2 separate regions of the Mus musculus genome follow, and region 2 is linked to region 1. Evidence: chromatin contacts called from public ChIA-PET data. All regions are on one chromosome and are shown on one strand. Each heading gives the region's core, a stretch centred on a gene start, on an enhancer-like site or on the middle of the called end of the contact. The rest is flanking DNA. Distances are from core to core; before and after follow the strand shown. Region 1 holds the start of Mxd1 (MAX dimerization protein 1). Region 2 overlaps Aak1 (AP2 associated kinase 1).

Region 1 (4,811 bases), core at 50-2,549:
AACTGCCTTCAGTGTGTGTGTCAGCATAGAGCCCTTGATTGGATCCTTGAACATACCAGGAACATGGCCTCTCCATCGCACCCAAATCTGTTGTGTGTAATGGCGGTTTGAATTTAGTTCTGTGGCTGTCTGCAGTTCTGGATACCTGCCATTTTGTTGTTGTTATTGTTGTTGGGATCGTTTTGTTTTGTTTCGTCTTGTTTTTGTATAACTATAAGTCAGAGGATTGCCTGGGCAGTTGTGGATGAGATTACAGGGGTTCAGGTCTTTCTCCAAGCCAAGGGGAAACAGGAACGTTATTTGTCTCTGAGCCTCTTTCTTCATGTGCAAATGTAACTAAGGATGACAACCCTCACAGGTTGTCCTGAGGGATGGGAACCCTCTAGGTGGATTACCTGACATATGCATACAGAGAAAGCTAAAACTGTATACTGACAACACTCATACGTTTCATTTTAAACTCCCCTGCTCATTTCAGTTTTCAGACTTCTTACCCATTAGCTTTATTCCTGCCATTTAAATTGAATATGTTGACATTACACTGTAAGTCTCGAATAAGCTCTCATTTCAAAAGTCGCGATGCTCAAGGACCTGTGTTTACAAAGTGAGCTTTCCTGTGGGTGCTGGTGGCCTTGGGGAGAGGCCTGCTCTGAAGTGTTTTCCTCTGGGATGGAAGGGATGGCCTCGGGTTCAGCCTTACTCTATGCACCAGGTCACTCGGTGCGAGTGTGGTATACGGGAGCCGGCTGTTTTCCCCCAACCCCTGGGGTGGGAGCTAGGTGCCACCATCTGCTGAGGTCCCCAGCTAGGCCTGAAGTTCTCCCCGGAGACAGTGGGCAACAGGTCGGCGGCCAGTGGGCGGGGACCCGCCCTGCCCTCCTGCCTTGTAGCCAATCAGCAGCACGGGAGTGGGCCGCTGCTTGGGCAGAGAGGTGACGTCATCGTAGCCGGGAGGTTTCCGAGGATTAGGCCAATGAGGCGCGGGCGCAGCGGCATTCCCTATACTGTACTTGCCCAATACCCGGAGAGCCCAAGGGGGCCCGGCTATCGGCGTAGAGCCAATGGGAGGCAGGCTGAAGCACGAGGCGGAGTTGCGAGTCCTGCAGCCAATGGGGCGTGGGGGGCGGAGCCCGGGCCTTGTCAAGCCCGGCCAACCGGCGGGGGAAGCGGGCTTCTGGGGCGGGGCCGCGGGCACTTCCCCAATCGCGGAGGGCCGGGGGCGGGCCGGGCCGCGGGCGGCCCAATGAGGCACGCCGCCGCCGCGGGCCTGTCAAGGGACGGGGCCGGGGGCGGGCGGCGGCGAGTCGGGATAAACACTCGGCGGTGGCGGCTGGGCTCCTGTCTCCGTGCTGTCCCATCGCTGCCCCTCCTGGCTGGCCAGCGCGGCGGCTCCTCGGTGTTCCCGGCCGGTGGCCCGCGGGCACGGAGAGGCGGCCCGCCGGGTGCAGGATGGCGACAGCCGTCGGGATGAACATCCAGCTGCTGCTGGAGGCGGCCGACTACCTGGAGCGGCGGGAGAGAGGTGCACGGCGGGCTGCGGGCCGGGCGGGCGGCCGCTGGGGTGGTTGGGGCGCGGGCCGGCCGCGAGCGCCAACCCCCGAGCCCGCGCCCCAAAGCCGAGCGCGGGGGGCGGCGAGCAGCTGGAACCTTCCACACCTGCTCCGAACCGAGGGCGTCCACGCCAGGAAAGAGCAGGCATTGTTCTCAGAATTCCGCCTGCCTGCTCCCGCCCGGTGTCCCGGACTCCGACAGACAGACGGACGCGGGGACAGGGTGTCAGTTGCTCTGGGCCCACTTATTAACGGGACCCCTCGGTTTTTTAGAAGCTGAACATGGGTATGCCTCCATGCTGCCATACAGCAAGGACAGAGATGCCTTCAAACGGAGGAACAAGCCCAAGAAGAACAGCACCAGTAGCAGGTAACTGTTCAATGTTCCCCTTCTCTGTAGCTAAAATGACCAAGGCTGATTGTTAGTTGACTTACAGGATTCTAGCCCTACAGATACATTGAGGGTTCAGTAATGTGTTCATGGTGCCAAGCAGTCCTTCTTTTTAAGTTGAGGAAACAGAGGAGAAAAATAGGAATGTCTAACATTTCAGTGTGACTTTTTAAAGCAAGATTAATTCTGCTTTTTACCGTCTGAACAAAGCAAAGCTCTGTGGCTGCTCCAGGCAGGTCTGGCAGCAGGGTTACTGTGTTTGCCTGCTTTACAAGCAAGAGTTTCCTTTAATTCAAAATGTGGCATGGTATCAGTTGATTTTGCTTGTTAATAGAGATTTTATAAATGAAGTATCTGGCCTGACACAGGTGGTAGAAATTTATATTTAATGTGTACATTAAATGCAGTAGTTTGCCTGGTAACCCAATTGTGACCTCTCTTCCTGGTGGCTGAGCAGAGTGATTGAGGGTAGAACCCACTTCTGTGAGAAGATGCATGCTACACTAAGATGTCAGCAAGTTGCAGCCTTTTCCTGTTAGCCTCAGAGATTACCTCATAGCCCTCAAAAGCTGTGAATTTCACCAGTGTTTAGTTAATGGCTGGGAACTCACAGTCCCTGATCCACAATAACATTTCATCTTTGTTACTGTCCCTATGTCCCCCTCCTTGCTCTTAAAATACTAGTTGTAGCTGGGCATGATGGTGCACATCTTTAATCCCAACTCTCAGGAGCACTCAGGCAGGTGGATCTCTGTGATTTGGAGGCCAGCTTGATCTACCTAGGGAATTCCATGTGAGCCAGGGCTACACAGTGAGACCCTGTCTCAGAAAACAAAAACAAAACCACTAACAAGTTGGTAGGAGTCTGTGTATCTTGAGCTATTCAATTATGTCTTTCTGCCTATCAACTAAAATGACATTTTCATCAATTTAGAATCCTCATCCCTCCTTCTCATGAGTAACTCCCACAAGCACTATATGTGTAGCCCCTGTGGCTTAATACAGACCACTACACCCCAGGAGGTTCCCACTCACGCCTCAGATTCACCCACCTTGTCCTTGGTTCACCCCGTTCCTAGTCCTTAGTGTTGTGATCATAGACTGAGCAGCACACTTGGCCACGCTCCTGACTAAAGCACCGGAAGGGTGGACCTGACCTGGTAATTACCTGGTGGGTTTTCCTTGTCTTCTCATCTAGCATAGCCTGGTGGTAGTCAGCAGCACTGTACACAGGCATCGCTGCCTTGAAGGAGCATGCGCACACTGACGTGAGTCAGACAGCAGCATCAGAAAAGGCTCTGCTGCCTTTGTAACAGAAGGACTTCAAAGGCGTGGTGTGCTGTCTGTTGTCTCTGTACTAGTGTATCCCACTTTTGCCGTTATTATCACCACACGTGAGTTGGGAGGAATTGTCCGCCTTACCAGTCTTAGGCTCTAATACCTCAACACTAGTTTTTCCTGCTTTGTGGGAAGGTCGCTAGTGGTGCTGAGGAATGGGGAATAGAAAGGCAGTGCTGAAGTGACTTGGTCCCAGAAGATAATTAAGAGATCATGAGAGCTAAAACTGCTAAGCCCAGCACTGGAGTCCTTCTCTTGTGTTTAGCTTACAGCACTCCTGAAAGTGGCTCTAGTTCCTGAGTTTTGAAAAAGCTGTAAACCCTTCTCTAAGAGACTTGCTTCCCATTCCTCGAGACAGGTCTGTGAGAGCGGCTCATGTACTTTCCTACCAGTGATGCAGTCAGTAGTGTAAGGGTCTCTCAGTCCAGGATTAAAGTCTGAGCAGGTAGTTTTATGTAGGTGTGATCTCTTCCGTGGCTGTTGGCTCATCCCTCACTTGAGGAGGAGAGCGCCATCAGAGAGTAGCTGGATGTCTGTCACAATCAGCCTTCTGCTCAGGGCCACAAGATCTTAACTGAATCGAGAAGGCGGGGAGATGCTCCTAGTTCACAGAACTCTTGGGAAAGTAACATGCTCATATTCTGGCTAAAACGTTATGTTCTTTGCTTGGGGAGTCTGAGGGAATACTTGGCTTTGAACAAGAAAAAATAAGATTCACCCATGATACCAAACTTTTTGGGGGAGCAGAAATGCAGTTTGTTTTAAAACTGATTGGAAAGAGAAAGAGAAAGAAAGAAAAGTGTAGTGAATGTCAGTTGCTTTGGAATCATCTAGATAACGACTGGATTAGAAAGATAGGATCTTTCTTTCGGTTTTTAAGATCACTTAGTTGTTATTTAGAATTGAAATTGAGAGCTGTACCCCAGTGTAGAGTGCTTATCTAGCACGTGCAGGGCCCAGGATTCAATTTCCACACTAAAGAAAGAAAAACAGGCAAAAGCCTTGCATAATGCCCATGGCTAAGCCCAAACTCTGGTTCCAACGACCTTCCTGCCTCAGCTCCTTAAGTAGTTGGAACTGTGTACACATGTCTCTGCCTGTGCTGTTTTTTAGAAGTATTTTTCTTAGCGTGAGTAAAACAGGCTCGGGCACTGGTGTGAAAGAGGAAGTCAGGGACTTGGCCACTGCAGTATTTTATTAGGAGTGCCTGTGACGCTGACCTAACATAAGCAGCCGTTTTGACGTGCTGCATTTGACTGAGTTATCATTTTATTAGGGTTTGCTGCTCTAGGGTAAGATTGACCTCATTGGCCATCTAGAGTTATCGAGTCCTCAGCGATTGCACGGAAAATGGTTTGACACGGGAAGGTAGCTGTGTATTCTCCCGTGCCTTAATTAAAACCTCAGTGCTCACCCATCATGGGGGTGGCTGCTTCTTATTAATGACTAACTCAGTTTCAGCAAGCCTCGAGAGCACGCGTCACTCACACCTGTTAGGTGGCCGGCCCCCTTTAAAAGGCACCACATGTTCA
Region 2 (4,662 bases), core at 2,070-4,569, 250 kb before region 1:
CTGCCTCCTGAGTGCTGGGATTAAAGGCGTGCGCCACCACACCCAGCTGAGTACTTGCTTTTTAAAAAAGAACACTCAGCATCAAAAATTAAGCCTACTCTCACTTCTTCTCCATCCCTATTTCTTTTGGTTTTTCTTTTTTGAGGCTCAGTCTCATGTGGCCTTTGCTGACCTTGAGCTGATTGTCCTGCCTCTGCCCTGGTAAATCCCAAGGTTATCAAATGTGTACCACCATACCTGGTCCACATTTCCTAAATTCCAAGATGCATATCTTTAGAATATACAATATTTAAGAGATGCAACAAAAATTAAATGCAAGAACTATATATTAGTCTTGTCTAGTAGCACATATACATACTGTAGCACCATTAGTCTTTTCTTCCCCCATCAAAAAAACCTGCTGGAACCATGGGATAGCTTACAATGTATTAGAATTGGAGAAAGTAGTTGCAAAAATATAAAACCCTCCATTTACATTCATAATTGTTTTATATACAGCCCAAGAAGATATTTTGTCAGATATTTTGAATACTTTATGGTTTCATTCAGCTACAGATTGGAAGAGCAGCACCATAAAGCCCCTCCCCCACAAACAAATCCGTTTTGTGGGTAAAGAAGTGAAGAGAGGCTTTAGGAGTTTCACAGCTAGTTGTGGGCAGAACCTGAAAGAGGTATCATTATCCTGACTGCCCCCAAACTGGTTCCCTCTACTTCATCTATCATGACAAACAAAACAAAACCAAACCAAACCACAAAATATCTCTTCATATAACAAGGCAAAGCTGAATTAAGTGGGCAAATGAGTATTTCCTTCACTGGAAATAAGTAACCCTTCATTTCATTGACAGCTCGGGCTCTGCAAGGTTTTAAAAAATGACTTACAAATATACACATTAGTTCATAGTTTGTTCATCACAGTTTTTGCCTTTCTTGCCTAAAGAGTTGATGAATGGGGGGCTGGTGAGATGGCTCAGTGGGTAAGAGCACCCGACTGCTCTTCCGAAGGTCCGAAGTTCAAATCCCAGCAACCACATGGTGGCTCACAACCACCCGTAATGAGATCTGATGCCCTCTTCTGGTGTGTCTGAAGACAGCTACAGTGTACTTACATATAATAAATAAATAAATCTTTAAAAAAAAAAAAAAAAGAGTTGATGAATGTTCCCACTCGCAAGAATTTGTATTTTAAAGGCATTTTAAGGTGTGGTGCCTAACATCCCGGAGGACAAGCCACTCCGTTCTGAAGCAGGCCATGCAGTTGCAATGAGAGATAACGGCCACCAGATGGGAGCAGTGCTGCAGAAACATGACCTCTCCAGCTAGGGCTGAAAACTCAGCAGGCCAGACCAGATCTGCAATACCTACAATCATGATAACTCTTAGAGCAAAGCAAAGGATCACTATACCCAACAGAGTCAGAGCCATACTATTAAGCACCTATGCCTATAAAAGGGTCCATGTGTAAATGGAAAAGAATCAACTATAAGATCAAAATCAAAACCTAGTAAGATTTGTCATTCTAACAGTGACAGCCACTCACAGTGCACTGTGGAACAAATGGAGTGAACTACTAGGCGAGAAGGAAAGGTAGCAGGCAGCACTTCCCCAGCACGGCCCCCTCCCCCCTCCCCAATGGATCAGGGGAACAACTCTCAGTCTCCAAAGCCAACTGAGGATGCTTCAGACAGAGTAAGAACGCATGTGGCCTGTGCTGCTCTTACTTCCCAAGGGAAAGGGGCTCCATCTGTGAAGTAAAGCAGAAGAGGCAGGAGGGTAACTTTCATACTGTCACACTTGACAAACTCTTAAGAATGTGGGCATTGATGTAATTTACAAAAAGAATCATATAGTCTTCTATTTTCCCTCAAATATACAGCACTCTGGTCTATTTTTTATATCAATCTATATTAACTTACAGAAGAGTGAGTTTCACTATGGCACAACCACACATCATATAATATACTTCTTTCATATCTCCCAACATTGTACCTTTCTTGTCCTCAATTTCTAGTTATTTGTTGAAGCAGGCTACTCACTCTAGTCTAGTCTGACCCAAAATTCCTCTTGTAGCCCAGGCAGGCTTCAAACTCATAGTAATCCTCCTGCCTCAGCCTTCTGAGTTCTGGGGTTTATATGTGTGAAATATAACACCCAGTTTTGGTTTTTTGTTTGTTTGTTTGTTATTGGTTTGTTTGTTTTTGAGACAGGGTTTCTCTGTGTAGCCCTGGCTTTCTTGGAACTTGCTCTTTAGACCATGCTGGCCTTAAACTCACAGAGACCCATGTGCCTCTGTTTCCCCAGTACTGGGATTAAAGGCTTGTACCACCACTGCCTGGCAGCCACTTTCGTTTTTAATTTTTGACCAGAACAGAAGTTACTATTTGTAACTCATTGTGAGTTTAGTACTGTGTCTATGTGGTCGGTTCCTCCACCCACCAGATCATCTCACCTTAAAACAATGCTTACCACATAGTGAAAATTCAATACTGAATTCATTTCCCTCTTAATTTTTACCATAGAGAGTAGAAAAGTGTGGCAGAGATCATGGAAAACGAAGTACAAATGGCTGTGAGGGCTGCCATCGCATGCAGGCACATGGATAATGTCCACGCATGTGCATGTGGGAACCAGAGGCAATCTTAGATGTGGTTCTGCAGGAGCTGCTTGCCTTGCTTTGTAACACAGGGTCTCTCACTGGGTGGAGTTTGCCAACTAGGCTAAATCTGGCCCACGGGGCCCCCAGAACCCTACCATCTTTCCTTCCCTAATGCTGGGATTACAAGCATGCCCCACCATGCCTGGATTTTTATATGGGAGCTGGGGATTTAACTCTGATCTTCATGTTTACACAGGAAGCACTGTACCAAGTGAGCTACTCCCATCCCCACCACCACTACCACCACTCCAATCAGCAATGTTAATTTCTAAAGGTGAGGAGATACAGGGCCAGAGATGGCTCAGCTGGTAAAGGTATCCAAAACTAAGCCTGACCAAATGAGTACAATCGCTGTCACCTACAAAAAGGAAGGAAAGAGCTGATTCCTACAGTTGTCCTCTGACTTCCACATGTCCCTCCCCAAAATGAATGAGTCAATGAATGAATGAATGAATGAATGAATGAGAAAAGAAAAATTTAAAAAACCTAAAATGGAAACCCAAATTTTATTTGAAAACTCTAGATTTAAACATAAGCAATAAGTCACATTTTATATTAACGGTAAATAACATCACTACAGAAGCTAAACACTTTACAGACTCTGAGCTTCCAGTATTCTGCCTCTGATCTAATCTAAACCCTTCATCTTACTGATATGCAGAGACAGGAAACAACATAGTAAATGTTCCAAACCTTAAAAGAATACTTGTAAGCAAACTCCAATACATGAGTATATATTGGTTAGCAAGTTCTTGCCAGAAAAGACCCAGAATTTCCATGTGGCTATTTCCCCCTACATAAAATAGACAAAGAAGGATTAAGTTCTCCATTCAAGAACACAGAGGTAATTAGCAAGAAATTCCACAAGACCCCTCATCTATTTGTGGTTTTCTTTGTAAACCAACTGTACACACATCACAATGGCCTTACAGCATCATGCACTCCCACAACCATCACAACAGGGAGCGGCTTCTGCAGATCGTTCTTTCCTCTTCTTCCTCAAACCCTGCAATGTGAGCTCTAGTTTCTCTGTACCTGAGCTTTGCTTGGCCTAAATAGAATCACACAGCTTAGACTCTCATGCCTGGCTTCTTTCCTACTGCATATTTCTAGATTCAGTCTCATTGTTACAGGTATCAGCAATTTTGGGCTTTTTTTTTTTTCAACTGTTTCATTGTACAGACGCCCATAGTTTACCCATCCACTATGGAAGGACATGCAAATGTCTCTAGCTTTGTGCTATTATAAATTAAACATCTGTACAGAAGGAAGGCCTTTTTCATATACGTAGTCATTCCTCAGCCACATGACAAGTTTAACCACCCTAATGGTCCCTCACAGTGATTATCAGCCATATGGAAGTTTTAATTCCATGTCCTCCTCAGCCCATGGTTACAGATCTTTTCATTGTAGCTATTCATTTTCATGTGTCCTCATCTGACTGTGATTTTCATTTGCATTTTCTAACATATCCTATATCACTGAAAGCCCTAACATGAGTTGCTTTCCTAATACTTTCCTGAGAAAGGCTTCAATCAGCACAGATTCAAGGAGGTGCTAAAGAAATTAATGACACAACGAGGTCCTCTACTTCTCAAATACATAAAGACACCAAAAGTGTCTAGCTCTCTGCTGGTAATGAGAATTTGTAATACAGGCATCCGTCTGATACAAGCTAGGACAGAACTGATGGCCCTGCTTCTGTGTTTGTAAGGCCAGTGAAGTACACAGGGCATGGATTACAGTCTCTCCACGTGGCTGGGAAAATTATATAATCTTGGAGCAAAATCTCTCAGTGCTCATACCAACAAAAGATCACAATGTCAAAGAGAAACTTTTCAAAGACAACAAAGAAAATCTTCCTGGGACTTCATCCTGACAGTCGACACCCATAAACAGTACTGCAGTGGAGGCAGGACCTCTACTGCCACTTCATCAGACACGGAATCATGGAAGGTGGCAGCAGCCTAGGATATCCTACTGCAGTGACCTGCACTCAGGGAGGA

Evidence for each region. ChIA-PET counts read pairs in DNA pulled down with a chosen protein or histone mark.
Region 2: an RNA polymerase II ChIA-PET map of memory CD8 T cells shows a contact between it and region 1, with 5 read pairs. The contact joins the enhancer-like site here to the promoter of Mxd1 in region 1. A contact is called at or near these places in 4 of 39 promoter capture datasets (the C10 cell line, hematopoietic stem and progenitor cells, hippocampal neurons and 1 more), 2 of 115 datasets of contacts at active chromatin or transcription factors (memory CD8 T cells and microglia) and 2 of 9 other capture datasets (liver and pancreatic islet).

The regions. Positions count from the first base shown.
Region 1 is chr6:86,665,647-86,670,457 of GRCm38.p6, reverse strand. It overlaps Mxd1 (MAX dimerization protein 1), which reads left to right and starts at 1,299. Exons shown (of 6, transcript NM_010751.3): 1 at 1,299-1,522; 2 at 1,824-1,920. The coding sequence starts at 1,450.
Region 2 is chr6:86,918,703-86,923,364 of GRCm38.p6, reverse strand. All of the region lies in intron 1 of Aak1 (AP2 associated kinase 1), which reads right to left. Among named protein-coding and RNA genes, the nearest start is that of Aak1, 72 kb to the right of the region's middle. Within about 2 kb of position 3,319, at least 10 of the 459 cell types and tissues checked have an H3K27ac peak or open chromatin away from gene starts, as enhancers often do. A contact at or near this core is called in memory CD8 T cells, where this site is marked.